Linked DNA regions of Sus scrofa: all the other regions are linked to region 2. A link is a contact called in public HiChIP or PLAC-seq data. All regions are on one chromosome and are shown on one strand. Each heading gives the region's core, a stretch centred on a gene start, on an enhancer-like site or on the middle of the called end of the contact. The rest is flanking DNA. Distances are from core to core; before and after follow the strand shown.

Region 1 (3,475 bases), core at 624-3,123, 300 kb after region 2:
AGCACTTTGTACATAAATTTTTTATAGCCTTGCATGCTAACTGTTTACACGTTTTTCTCACACTAGGCTGTGGTCTTCATGGGCAAGATGTATTTGTAATTCATCTTTGTGTGATCGCTTCTCAGAACAATGCTAGAACCATGGTAGATCCTCTGAGAATGTTTGAGTAAGTTTATCAATGATTTAATTATCATATCCATTCTTACAGTAGCAGAGAACATAATGGAAGCCAGGTTGATATGATAAGGAGGAATAAGTCTAGGGCTGTGATGCTCAATACAGAAGCAACTGACCACATGTGGCTACTGAGCACTTGAAATGTGACTAGGCTGAAATGAATTATCCTTTTAAGTGTAAAATACAAAAATATAAAAAAAAAACTTTTAAGATTTAGTATTTTAAAAAGGTTGTAAATTATCCTATTAATATCTTTGACAATGATGACTCTTTTGGCTATATTATGTTAAATAAAATGCACTATTAAAATCAGTTTCAGGAGTTCCTGTTGTGACTTAGCGGCTTAAGAACCTGACTTGTATCCATGAGGACATGGGTTCGATCCCTGGCCTCATTCAATGGGTTAAGGATCAGGCACTGCCGAGAGCTGTGGTGTAGGTCAGACGATGGTGCAGATACTGTGTTGCTGTGGCTGTGGTGTAGGCCGGCAGCTGTGGCTCTGATTTGACCTCTAGCCTGGAAACTTCCATATGCCCCAGGTGCAGCCCTAAAAAAGAAAAGAAAATTACCTCTGTCTTTTTACTTTTTTATGTGGCTACTAGAAAAGAGAGCCCAATGGTGTCTTCAGCTTGCTAGTAGTTGTAAGATCACTAACGACATGCGCTTCCCTTGGTTGCTTAAGCTGTTCTCTGAAAGCCACTTCCCTTCCTTTTCCCAGGCAGTAGAGGAATCCAGGCTCTGTCCCGGGGGTGGGGGTGGGGGCGTTCTGAAGGGCCCCCCCGCCCCGCCACACGCCCACACGGTCAAGCAGCCAGGGGAAATTTGGTGCACACTATTCTCTGCAACTAGTGGGCATCCGTCTGACCGCAGTGTGAGCCCAGCGCCCTGGTCTTCCGGCCCTTGTACCCTGTATGGCCTAGCACCTGCAGACTGATGGTAAACTGGCTTCCAGGAACGCTACCGAGAGTAGAAATAAATGGCATTCTAGTCTCTTAAATCATTGTATTCCTCTGAGTGTCAGTTCCAATTAGAAAGTGGGAAGTGCAGGTGATAGTACTAGGAGGCGAGCGCCTCATGGATCCCACAATCACACTGATGGGTGTTAGCTCCATTTGGTAGAGAAGGGGAAAGATAACACATTGAGCCCTTGACCAAGGTGGGTCATCAGCTGGTTGAGTGAGCAGCCTGAGTTTAAACCGGGATTCAGACTGTGCGCAGGAGCCCTTCTTGGCTGCTTCCGCACACAGGTTCCAAAGTTCCGGGATCGTGTATCCTATTCCGTCCCCCCCGCCGTGGGTTCTCCACGTGGATGAGCTCCCGGGCCCTTCCCGCTGTGACACCCCCGGGTCTGGCTCCACCTTCTGCTGGCCCGCAGCTCGGCCCAGAGCCTGTCCAGGTCGTCGATGACAAGCTGCCCGCTGCGCCCGTCTCCCGGGCCCCGCGCCCGTCTCCCGGACCTCCGCCTTCCCGCAGAGCGCGCGCCTCCGGGGGCACCTGTCCCCGGCAGGGGGCTGTCTCGGTTCCTCGGCGCCGCCCCTCGCCCGCGGCGGAGTCCCAGCGCCCCTGGGCTGGAGGACCTCTGGGGCGCCTCCGGGAACTGCGCCGCTGCCCTGCGCACCCGGCGGCTGCGGGCGGGCGCGCCGAGGGGGCGCTGCTGAGGGCGCGGCGCGGGGGGCGCGCGGGCGGGGCGGGACGCGGCGCGGCGCGGGGCGCCTCGAAGGGCACGGCCGAGGGGCGCGGGCGCTGCCGGAAGCTGGGGCGGGGCGCCCGCGCGGGATGCGGTGAAGGGCAAGCGGCGCGGCAGCGGCGATGAGTGCCTCGGCAGCCACTGGGGTCTTCGTGCTGTCCCTTTCGGCCATCCCGGTCACCTACGTCTTCAACCACCTGGCTGCCCAGCACGAGTGAGTGGGCGCGCGCGGCGGGGGTCGGCGCGGCAGGAGCCCCAGCAACTTTCCGGATGGGGCTGAGCCGCAAACTGCAGGGCAGAGGTTCGGCGGCCTCTAGGGCTCCCGGCGGCCGGCCGGAGGAGGGGAGGCGCCCTGAGTCGCGCGGGCCGGGGTCCTTGCTCAGGCTGGCATCCTTGACATTCGGCGCAATTCTAGGGCCAAGTGCTGGGCGTCCGCTCTGTGCCAGCACCGTGCCAGGTATCCGGGGTTACAGAGGTCAATAAGGCAATGCCCCTGCCCTTGAAGTGCCCAGGGGGAGGGGTGGGGGCCGTACACACACCAACAACTAGGAGCTTGACTGTGTTACCTTGGGCCATGCCTCTTTTGGCAGGAACGTTTCCATGTATGGACACACACATACTTGTCATTTCTTATTAATTTTAGAAACTGTTGTGAATGACAAGCAGAAATAGCCCAGAATGAATTGGCAAAGACCTGGGTTCTAGGCCTGGCTTTGGCACTAACCTTATGGCCTGGCCTCAGTTTTCTGGTCTGTCAAATGGCCTATATTTGCATCTTATTGTCAGGATCCAAAAAGACAGTGAAGGGTACCTTGTAGTGTAGGAGGGGGAGTAGGGCAGAGAGGCAGGTGCATGCTAAGGAAATGGGTGAGGCCGAAGGAGGCAGCATATGGGTTTGGTTCAAACCTTGCCTCTCCTGTATGAGGGGATCCCTGGCCAATCAATGGCACCAGGCAGTGGCGGGCCTGCTTGGGCAGTGGGAAAGGGGCCAGACCTCTGTCCCTGCTGATGTTCCTTGCTGTCTGTGGAGCGGAGGAAGTAACCTGTTATGTTTCCCATAGCAGTTGGTGCTAAGGAAATTGCATCAGTCTGTATGCTGCAAACCCCCTCCAGACCTTTAGGCTGCGGAAAAGTGTCTGCCCACAGGGCGGTGACTTCCTTCTCTTTCACTGCTGGGGCCACCACTTACTAACGGCCTTATCCAGAGGGCACCCATCCATACTGAGTGCTCCCTGGGCATGGGCAGTGACAGCCTTCAGTCTGACCCAGTCTTGGAGCACAACTCGTGGAAGAAGTATCTCTGAGCAGTGAATGTCACATGTTTGTGAATATAGTGCATGGGGGACTCTGCTCTTCTAAAATGGCATTATGGACAGTTCAACAAATATTTGAGTACAGGAGTGCCTGTCGTGGCTCAGTGGAAATGAATCTCACTAGCATCCATGGGGATGCAGGTTCAATCCCTGGCCGCCTCGCTCAATGGGTTAAGGATCTGGTGTTTCTGTGAGCTGTGGTGTAGGTCGCAGGCATGGCTCAGATTGGGTGTTGCTGTGGCTGTGGTGTGATTCGACCCCTAGCCTGGGAACCTCCATATGCCGTGGGGACAGCCCT
Region 2 (3,865 bases), core at 130-2,629:
AGAATCCGAGTGTAGCGGCTTGGGTCGCTGTAGAGGCGGGTGATTGGATCCCCAGCCAGGTGCAACAAGTTAAAGGATCCTGAGCAGCTGCCCAGCCCTGGAAACTTCCATATGCCCCGGGTGCAGCCTTTAAAAAAAAAAAAAAAAAAAAAAGTTTGAGGAAAAATAAATCTCTTTACCTAAAAGGTTATCTGTTCAAGAGGACTGAATAATAGCCAGAGCCGCTGTCTGGTATCCAGGACCCCACAATCCCCCTTCTCCCGGACAGATACAGGCAACGTTAGACTTTCCAGCTACATTCCACAGAGGTTCCTAGATGCCCTGGGATTATCTTCAGCGGGAGAGATGCCTAACGGTAGCTTTCACCTAGCTCTGTTTTTTATTTTTGTTGTTGTTGTTTGTCTGGGGATAATAACCAGTGCAAATCTGATTGCAGGCTTTCCCAGCCCCCAAACCTTCAAAAAGTCTTTCATTGGTTCCCGAATCAAACCCTCACAAACCTTGTGATGAAGGGTTCCTTCTCAGCTCCTTGTGCACCCCCTCCCTCCCCTCCGCCCTCTACCCCCACTAGCCTCTCAGTGCACTGGCAGGATGGGAGCGGACCTGTGTTGTATTTCTCAGTACACAGTGGGTAGAGACCAAGGCTGTCTTATTCCCTGTTGTATGAACAGCTCGAGCTCCAAGTCACACTCCCTCCCCACTGCAAATTACATCTCCGGATCTCCTTAAACAGGTCTTCAGCAACCAGGTGGTCTGAAGGGTGTGAAGTGCCTGATTGCCTGTGTAGCTTAAGAAAAATTTCTTTTCTGAGCCTGTTTCCTTATCTCTCAAATGAAGGGTTTTAACATAGATTGTATTTAAACATGCTGCTTGAAAGCTGGGGTGCCTTGAAGAAGAGGTATCTTTTTGTATGCTCCCTCTGTGCCCAACCTCCCAAAACACGCACACAGCATACATTACGTAAAAGTTTGTTGAATTGATACCAGTGTTTGTGGCTTCTACCTAGTGCTTGGTGCTTAAAGACCTCCATTAAATAACTATTGCTTAAATGTTTGATCTCACCACTCTTGAAAGCAGGAATCATGTATTCACTAGGGTCCTGATAACAGAAGACAGAATCTCCATTTTCAAGAGGTTCACAGATTAGTGTAGGACTCTTCATTTAACAATTTTTCAACGTCAATATGTATACAGGTGGAAAAGGGGAGGCAAGAGTGGTAATTTCGGGCTCTCGACTAGGTTGCTACCTTGATTGCCTGGGGTGGGAGGACGATCTTTTGACCTTTTCATTGGTTGTCGAGAGCCCTCCCTTCTATTACCCAACCAATCCCGGAAGCGCGCTGGAAACCATAGCTAGCCAATCAAAAGTGCCGATGGTGGCGCTAGTCTGGGCGCTGACCCCGATTCTAGTTCAGCGAAAAATGACGCTGTTCGGACCTTCCAGTGAGTGGGAGTGCCAGGCCAGGCCCCGGCGAGCCAAGCCCTACGGGTGCTGACCGTCGGCGGCCATGGAGGACGAGCAGCCCGATAGCTTGGAGGGCTGGGTGCCGGTCCGCGAGGACCTCTTCGCCGAGCCAGAGCGGCATCAGCTGCGCTTCCTCGTGGCCTGGAACGACGCGGAAGGCAAGTTCGCTGTGACTTGTCACGACCGCACGGCGCAGCGGCAGCGGCGGCGCGAGGGGGACCGGACGGGGCCCGAGCGCGAGCCCAAGCCCGTGCTCGAGGCCGCCGCCCCCCCGCCCAGCTGGGCGGGCCTGCTCTCGGCCTCCGGGCTCCGCGGCGCGCACCGGCAGCTGGCGGCGCTATGGCCGCCGCTGGAGCCCTGCTTCCCGCAGCTGCCGCCAGAGCTGGACGCGGGCGGCGGCGGGGCCTGGGGCCTGGGGCGCGGGCTGTGGACGCTGGTGTGGCCGGCACGCGCGGGCCCGGGCGAGGCGGCGCTGCAGGAACTGTGCGGGCAGCTGGAGCGCTACCTGGGCCAGGCGGCCGACGGCTGTGGCGGCTCCGCGGTGCGCGACGCGCTCTTCCCGGCGGATGGCTGCGCGGCGGACTGCGAGAGCCTACGCGAATTTCGGGAGCGGGCCCTGCGCGCGCGGCGGGACGAGGCGGGCTCACGGCTGCGCCAGGTATGCACCCACCGGGCGGACACCCGGTCCTCTCCCGCTCGGTTCAGCCTTGGGGCCTTTCCGAGGGTGGGGGTCCTTCCGTAGACCCTCGCGGGGAGGGGGCCAGTTTTTAGTGTGATGCACAGGAGAGCACAGTCCCATAGGTGCCCTTCACCTGTTGGGGAGCAGCTTGGGGAATTCTGAGGAATCCACATGGGGTCTAGTAAGAGGACTAAGTTACGGCAACAACATCAACAACCTTTATTCGCTGTGAGAAGCTGGGTAGGCCCTTAAACCATTCCGCTGAAGCTATTGGCGGAGCAGGCTGCTGTGATGCAAATACTAGAGGATACTGAAAGCAAAACTAGAGCTACCCTCTCCGTGTAGGAAATGACAACACGGACTAAATGTAAACAAAGCCAGGTTCTGTGCGTGAGCGGAGATCAGTAGTGGGGACAAAATGTTCTAGAGGATGAAGCGGCTTCTAGGAGACGGTTACATGGAATAGCCGATGGGACGTGAGCTGTATTCATCGGTCTTTAAGAGCAGCAACAGGAGTGCAATTTTAAGCTTGAAAGAGGTAATTAGAGAGATCAGACAATTTATTTTTTGAGTGGTAAGCTACAGAACTGAAGGGGATTCACAAATTCACAAAAGAGTTTAAGAGGAACTATGGCTCATATATCCACAGCTATCCCACACCCTGACTTGCCTCTATTTTGCCGGTTTCTCCCTAGGAGCCATTCTTTTTTGTTTGTTTTGTTTTTTGCTTTTTAGGGCCGCACCCGTGGCTTATGGAGGGTCCCAGGATAGGGGTCGAATTGGAGCTGTAGCTGTCGGCCTACACCACAGCCACAGCAACGCCAGATCCCAGCCGCGTTTGCGACCTGTACCACAGCTCAGGCAACGCCGTCGGATCTTGGACCCACTGAGCAAGGCCAGGGATCGAACCCTACCCCTCACAGAGACTACACTGGGTCCTTAACCCACTGAGGAAACTCCCTTAATCGGTATTTGACATTGATGCATTAAAGTTTAGAACATTCAGGTATCTTCAGCTTTGGTATGCTCTTATACTGTCTGTACTGGAGCTTTGTTTACATTTTGCCTTCTAGCTGCTTCGAGGTCACAAAAAAGCCAACACCATGGTGGCATTAATGGAAGTTTATCAAGAGGAAGATGAAGCATACCAGGAATTAGTTACTGTGGCAACCATGTTCTTCCAGTATTTACTGCAGCCATTCAGGGATATGCGAGAACTTGCGACTTCATGTAAGCTTGCTATTTTGGTACGTTTTCTTTATATTTTTATTTTATCAGATTTACTATTTATCATATACTCTTTCCTTAGTCACATTTAAGATTCAGTCTATGTTAGCACTTTGAGTTCACCATTATGTTTAGATAACCTTAAAGATATATCAAATTCGTTTTATTTTTTAAAATTAAAAAAAAATAAATTATTTACAGTGTGCCAATTTCTGCTGTACAGCAAAGTAACTCAGTTATACATATATATACATTCTTTTTTATATTCTTTTCCCTTATGGTCTATCCCAGGAGATTGGATATAGTTCCCTGTGTGGTACAGCAGACTTCATTGCTTATCCATCCTAAATGTAATAGTTTGCATCTACTAACCCCAAAGTCCCAGTCCATTTTTCTCCCTCCCCCTTTCCCCTTGGTAACCACAAGTCTGTTCTCTATGTCTATAGGTCTGTTTCTCTTTTGTAGATAGGTTCATTTGTGCCATGTTTTAAATT
Region 3 (3,962 bases), core at 1,422-3,921, 420 kb before region 2:
GCCACGATGGGAGCTCCTAGAATGTGTATTTTTTTTAAAAATTTTAAAAATCACCTGGCACAAAATTTTGAAAGGTAGAGAAATGAACCTGGTGAACTGCGATGCCACAGATTTGCAGGGGAACTGAATCTCGGGTAATTTCAGGTCCTGCAGCAGTTTTCAGCTGTCTAGGGGCAGGCCTGGAGGAAGGTTGTTGAATGGACCCAGGAGAAGGTGGAGAGCCAAGATGCAAGCACTCACTCATTATTCTAGGCATTTGATATCAGTTAGCCCATTTAATCCCTGTGCGGTAGATATCTTTAATCCTAGATTTACAGTGGAGGAAAGCAGCTGGGAGGGAGGGAGTCTGGCAGGATGAGGATTCAGACCTCAGGGCTGATCTTGTGGCTGCCTCAGCCCTCTACAACAGGGAATGCAAGGAGAGGAGTAAAAAATGGAGAGCCAATAGCAGTCTTTTATTTATTTATTTATTTTATTTTTAGGGCCGCACCCGAGGCATATGGAGGTTACCAGGCTAGGTGCTGAACTGGAGCTGTAGCCGCTGGCCTACACCACAGCAATGCAGGATCTGAGCTGCATCTGCTACCTACACCACAGCTCACAGCAATGCCGGATCCTTAACCCACTGAACGAGGCCAGGGATCAAACCTGCATCCTCATGTATGCTAGTCAGATTCCTTTCCACTGAACCATGATGATAACTCCTTTTTTTTTTTTTTTTTTTTTTTTTTTTTTTTTTTTTTTTAAGGGCTGCACCTGCACAAATGGAAGTTCCCAGGCCAGGGGTGGAATTGGAGCTCTAGCTGCTGGCCACAGCCACAACCACAATACTGAGCCACATCTTTGACCTACATCGCAGCTCACAGCAATGCTGGATTCTTAACCCATTGAGCAAGGCCAGGGATTGAACCTGAGTCCTCACAGGTAATAGTCAGATTCATTACTGCTGAGCCATGACAGGAACTCCCAATAGCAGGCTTCGAATGCTAACTCTTCAGTGTGGAAGGAAGTAGAGCCAAGAGGGAGCACTGACTGTATAAATGATCAGCTTAGGTATAAGAAGTGTGGAAACAGAGTCGGTTTGGGTTTTAGACAAATAAAGCTGTGTGGGACCCTGCATCTTCATGTCCCTCACGAACTGGTGAAGGGGGCCACAGGAGGAGTCTCCCGGGAATGGCCTGTGCTAGTGGGTGGACAGGGCCCAGGCTGGCATCTGTCCTAGCCCCACTGACCTCATGCCTGAGTCTGAAGAGTAAGAACTGAAGTTGACATTCAGCTACAACTCTGAGCCTGGTGGGGGTCAAGCAGCTCTGCTTGGGGGTCCATGCACCTGGGTGGAAGGCACGGGGGGTTGTGGCGGAGTGTGTTCCTGTGTTGCCCAGAACTTCCAGGTGCCCACAGAGCTGGGGTGCCTCTCTGCTATGAACTTCACCTTGAGAGATTCAACACAGGGGCTCGGGAGTCCTGGGTAAGCCAGCAGGTGGCACATTCAAGGTTTGGGTTATTTCTGTCATTGTAACACCTTTTGTGTCCCCCGTCACTCAAAATGCAAGTTATGGCCAGGGAAGAAGTAGGAGGCATCCGATGTAAGGCGCTTGAAGCTGGGATGGGAGGCAGGTGGCGGGAAGAGACTGTGACTTCCTGGAGTGTCCCAGGCTGAGTTCCAGAGTATTACAGAAGTGAGTGGGGGGTTACTCCTTGTGACCCCAGAAGCGGGCAGATGATTCCTACCTTTCCTGTCTGTCCCTGCTTCATTCTTAGCCTTAGGTCTTTAAGTCTAAGTCCCCAAATTGCAGAGCTGGGAATCAGTCAACATGGCTGTCCAGCAGTTCTCTGAGCACAGAGAGGGTAAGTGACCAGCTCAGGATGGCAATGAAGGTAGCCAGTGAGGCAGGGGCTGGGGATAGAAGTCCGCACTCCTAATTAGAAAAGGGGTTGCTCAAGAATTTCCAAGGAGAGGACAGGATGCTGAGGTTCTGCCTGTGAGGCAGGGGGGTGGGGGCGAGAGGGCAGTCTATAGTGGCAGGAGGAGGCAAGGTCAGTGCTGGGAGTCATCAAGGCCAGACTTCTCAGCGCCAGGAGGGGAGGACAGAGGGCGTGAGATAGTCTTTCAAGCACTCTGATGGTTCAAAGCGTTTTCTGCATGAATTACTCTTTATTTAGAAGGGTCCAGATTCTGCCTGGAAAAATTACCTTCTAAAATCTGCAGAACAAGCACAGAAAGCACACTACAATTTAGATGGAATAACCGATGACAGAAAAATCTTTTCCTGTGCCTTTCAACTGGGTACTTTTATAGGACGAGGAGGCATAAATCCCTAATTATTGCTTAAACTTGATAATGCTCGTCACGTGCCAGTGGTTTGGGCCAGCTCGGCTAGTAGAAAGGGCCAGCAGCACAAAGCTGCTCTCAAGTTACCGGTCATTTCTACCCAGTGCGCACCTCGGGCCCAGAAGATCACGGCTTGAGGTGCGCCGCCGGTTTGGATCCTAGCTCTTTGAAGCCCAAGCCATCGCGGAATCCGGCGCCCGAGGCTGTGTGATCCTAGCGCCGCAGAAGGGACTCCAGCCCAGAGCACACCTCCGGGTCTTTACAGTAGCTGGGCGTCCGGCTGGAGAGGCGGCAAACCAGGGTCGCTCCGGGGCCGCGCTAGGAAAAGGTGTGGACCGCGGGAGAGGAAAGGGACCCGCAGCGCCAGAGTCTCCGCGGACTTGGAGCCTCAGAGAGGGCGGGAGTGCGGGCAGGTCCGAGGTGGGCTGCGCCGGGGTACGTGATGGGACACCCAGGGGCGCCACCCTCCAGCTGATCGGGGGAGGGAAGACTCAGGCACGGAAAGGTTAAGTGATTCGCCCAAGGTCACACAGCGAGCTGGCGGCGATCTGTGTGGGATTGCAGTTCTGAAAGCGCGTCTGGCATCATCACAACCCTCGCCCTGCACGGCGGACGCCTGGTTCTGCTCCAGCAGGCCAGGGAGCCTTTGGGGTCTTGGGCGCCCCCGTCTTTGGTTCAGATGAGTATCATTGGTTGGCATCCCCAACCTGTCGCGAAAGTAGCTTCTCAGCATCCCAGCATCGCAGCCTCTCCGTTGCCAGTGCAGGCAAGCATGGTGCCCCAGGTCTTGGCGCGCGAGGGAGCGCACAGGGACTGAGACCCCCGACCATAACGCCCAGTCCCCACCTGCCTGGGATCGGAGTACGGGTGCCCTCATTGCCCTGTCCCCCCCGCCCCATGGAGATCCTTCCAGAGGCCTCTTTAATGGATGCGCGCTCCAAGGCTCAGAGATAGTGACCTGAACGAAGTCATGCAGCTGCTAAGTTATACAGTTGGGGGATTCGAACTCAGGGGCTTGGGTTTTGGCGGCCGCGGAACCGAGGTCAGAGCCCACGCGCCCAGGGTGGCTGTGTGTGGCCTTGGGCAAGTCGCTCTCCTACTCCCGGCATTGGGGCAGCGCGCCCCTCCCGTCGTGGCCGCGCATGCTCAGTGGCGGGCGGTGCCGGGAGGCGGCGGCGGGCGCCCCAGCTGCTTTGCATTGACGCCAGCACCCGCTGGAGGTCACCGCTGGGGGCTGGGCGCGGCAGGCTGCCGGCAAGACCCGGCCCGGAACACGGAGCCGGAGCTGCAGCCCGCAGCTCCCGGGTGAGCGTCGCCGCTTTTCAGCGCTTCTCGACGGCGCGGCCCCAGGTCCGGCTGGAAGTAAGGGCTCTCCTTCCCCACCGGGGCGTTCGCAGCCTCGCAGCCCTGAGGGGCTTCCTCAGGCCCCCACCCCTCAACGGCGAGAGACCTAGGCTACCTCTCTCCTCTACCAGCCCTCAGATCAGGGGCATTTATTCGTGGGACAGCAGGCGGAGCGGCGTGGGTGCCCGGGCCAGGGGAGGCAGCGGCTGCAGCGCCGCGGAGCGGGCGCGGGCTTGGCGGAGAGCTCACCTCCCCTGGGGGTCGCACCGCCCCACGGCTAGGGCGG

What was found. HiChIP or PLAC-seq counts read pairs in DNA pulled down with a chosen protein or histone mark.
Region 1: a contact with region 2 is called in an H3K27ac HiChIP or PLAC-seq map of alveolar macrophages. The contact joins the promoter of TM6SF1 here to the promoter of WHAMM in region 2. A contact is called at or near these places in 2 of 47 Hi-C or Micro-C datasets (both in skeletal muscle) and 2 of 2 datasets of contacts at active chromatin or transcription factors (alveolar macrophages and skeletal muscle).
Region 3: an H3K27ac HiChIP or PLAC-seq map of alveolar macrophages shows a contact between it and region 2. The contact joins the promoter of PDE8A here to the promoter of WHAMM in region 2. A contact is called at or near these places in 2 of 47 Hi-C or Micro-C datasets (liver and skeletal muscle) and 1 of 2 datasets of contacts at active chromatin or transcription factors (alveolar macrophages).

Annotation. Positions count from the first base shown.
Region 1 is chr7:51,843,330-51,846,804 of Sscrofa11.1, reverse strand. TM6SF1 (transmembrane 6 superfamily member 1) reads left to right here and starts at 1,873. Exons shown (of 11, transcript XM_005666106.3): 1 at 1,873-2,078. The coding sequence starts at 1,987.
Region 2 is chr7:52,137,847-52,141,711 of Sscrofa11.1, reverse strand. WHAMM (WASP homolog-associated protein with actin, membranes and microtubules) reads left to right here and starts at 1,379. Exons shown (of 10, transcript XM_001927315.5): 1 at 1,379-2,123; 2 at 3,218-3,391. The coding sequence starts at 1,509.
Region 3 is chr7:52,557,191-52,561,152 of Sscrofa11.1, reverse strand. It overlaps PDE8A (high affinity cAMP-specific and IBMX-insensitive 3',5'-cyclic phosphodiesterase 8A), which reads left to right and starts at 2,671. Exons shown (of 22, transcript XM_021098898.1): 1 at 2,671-2,767.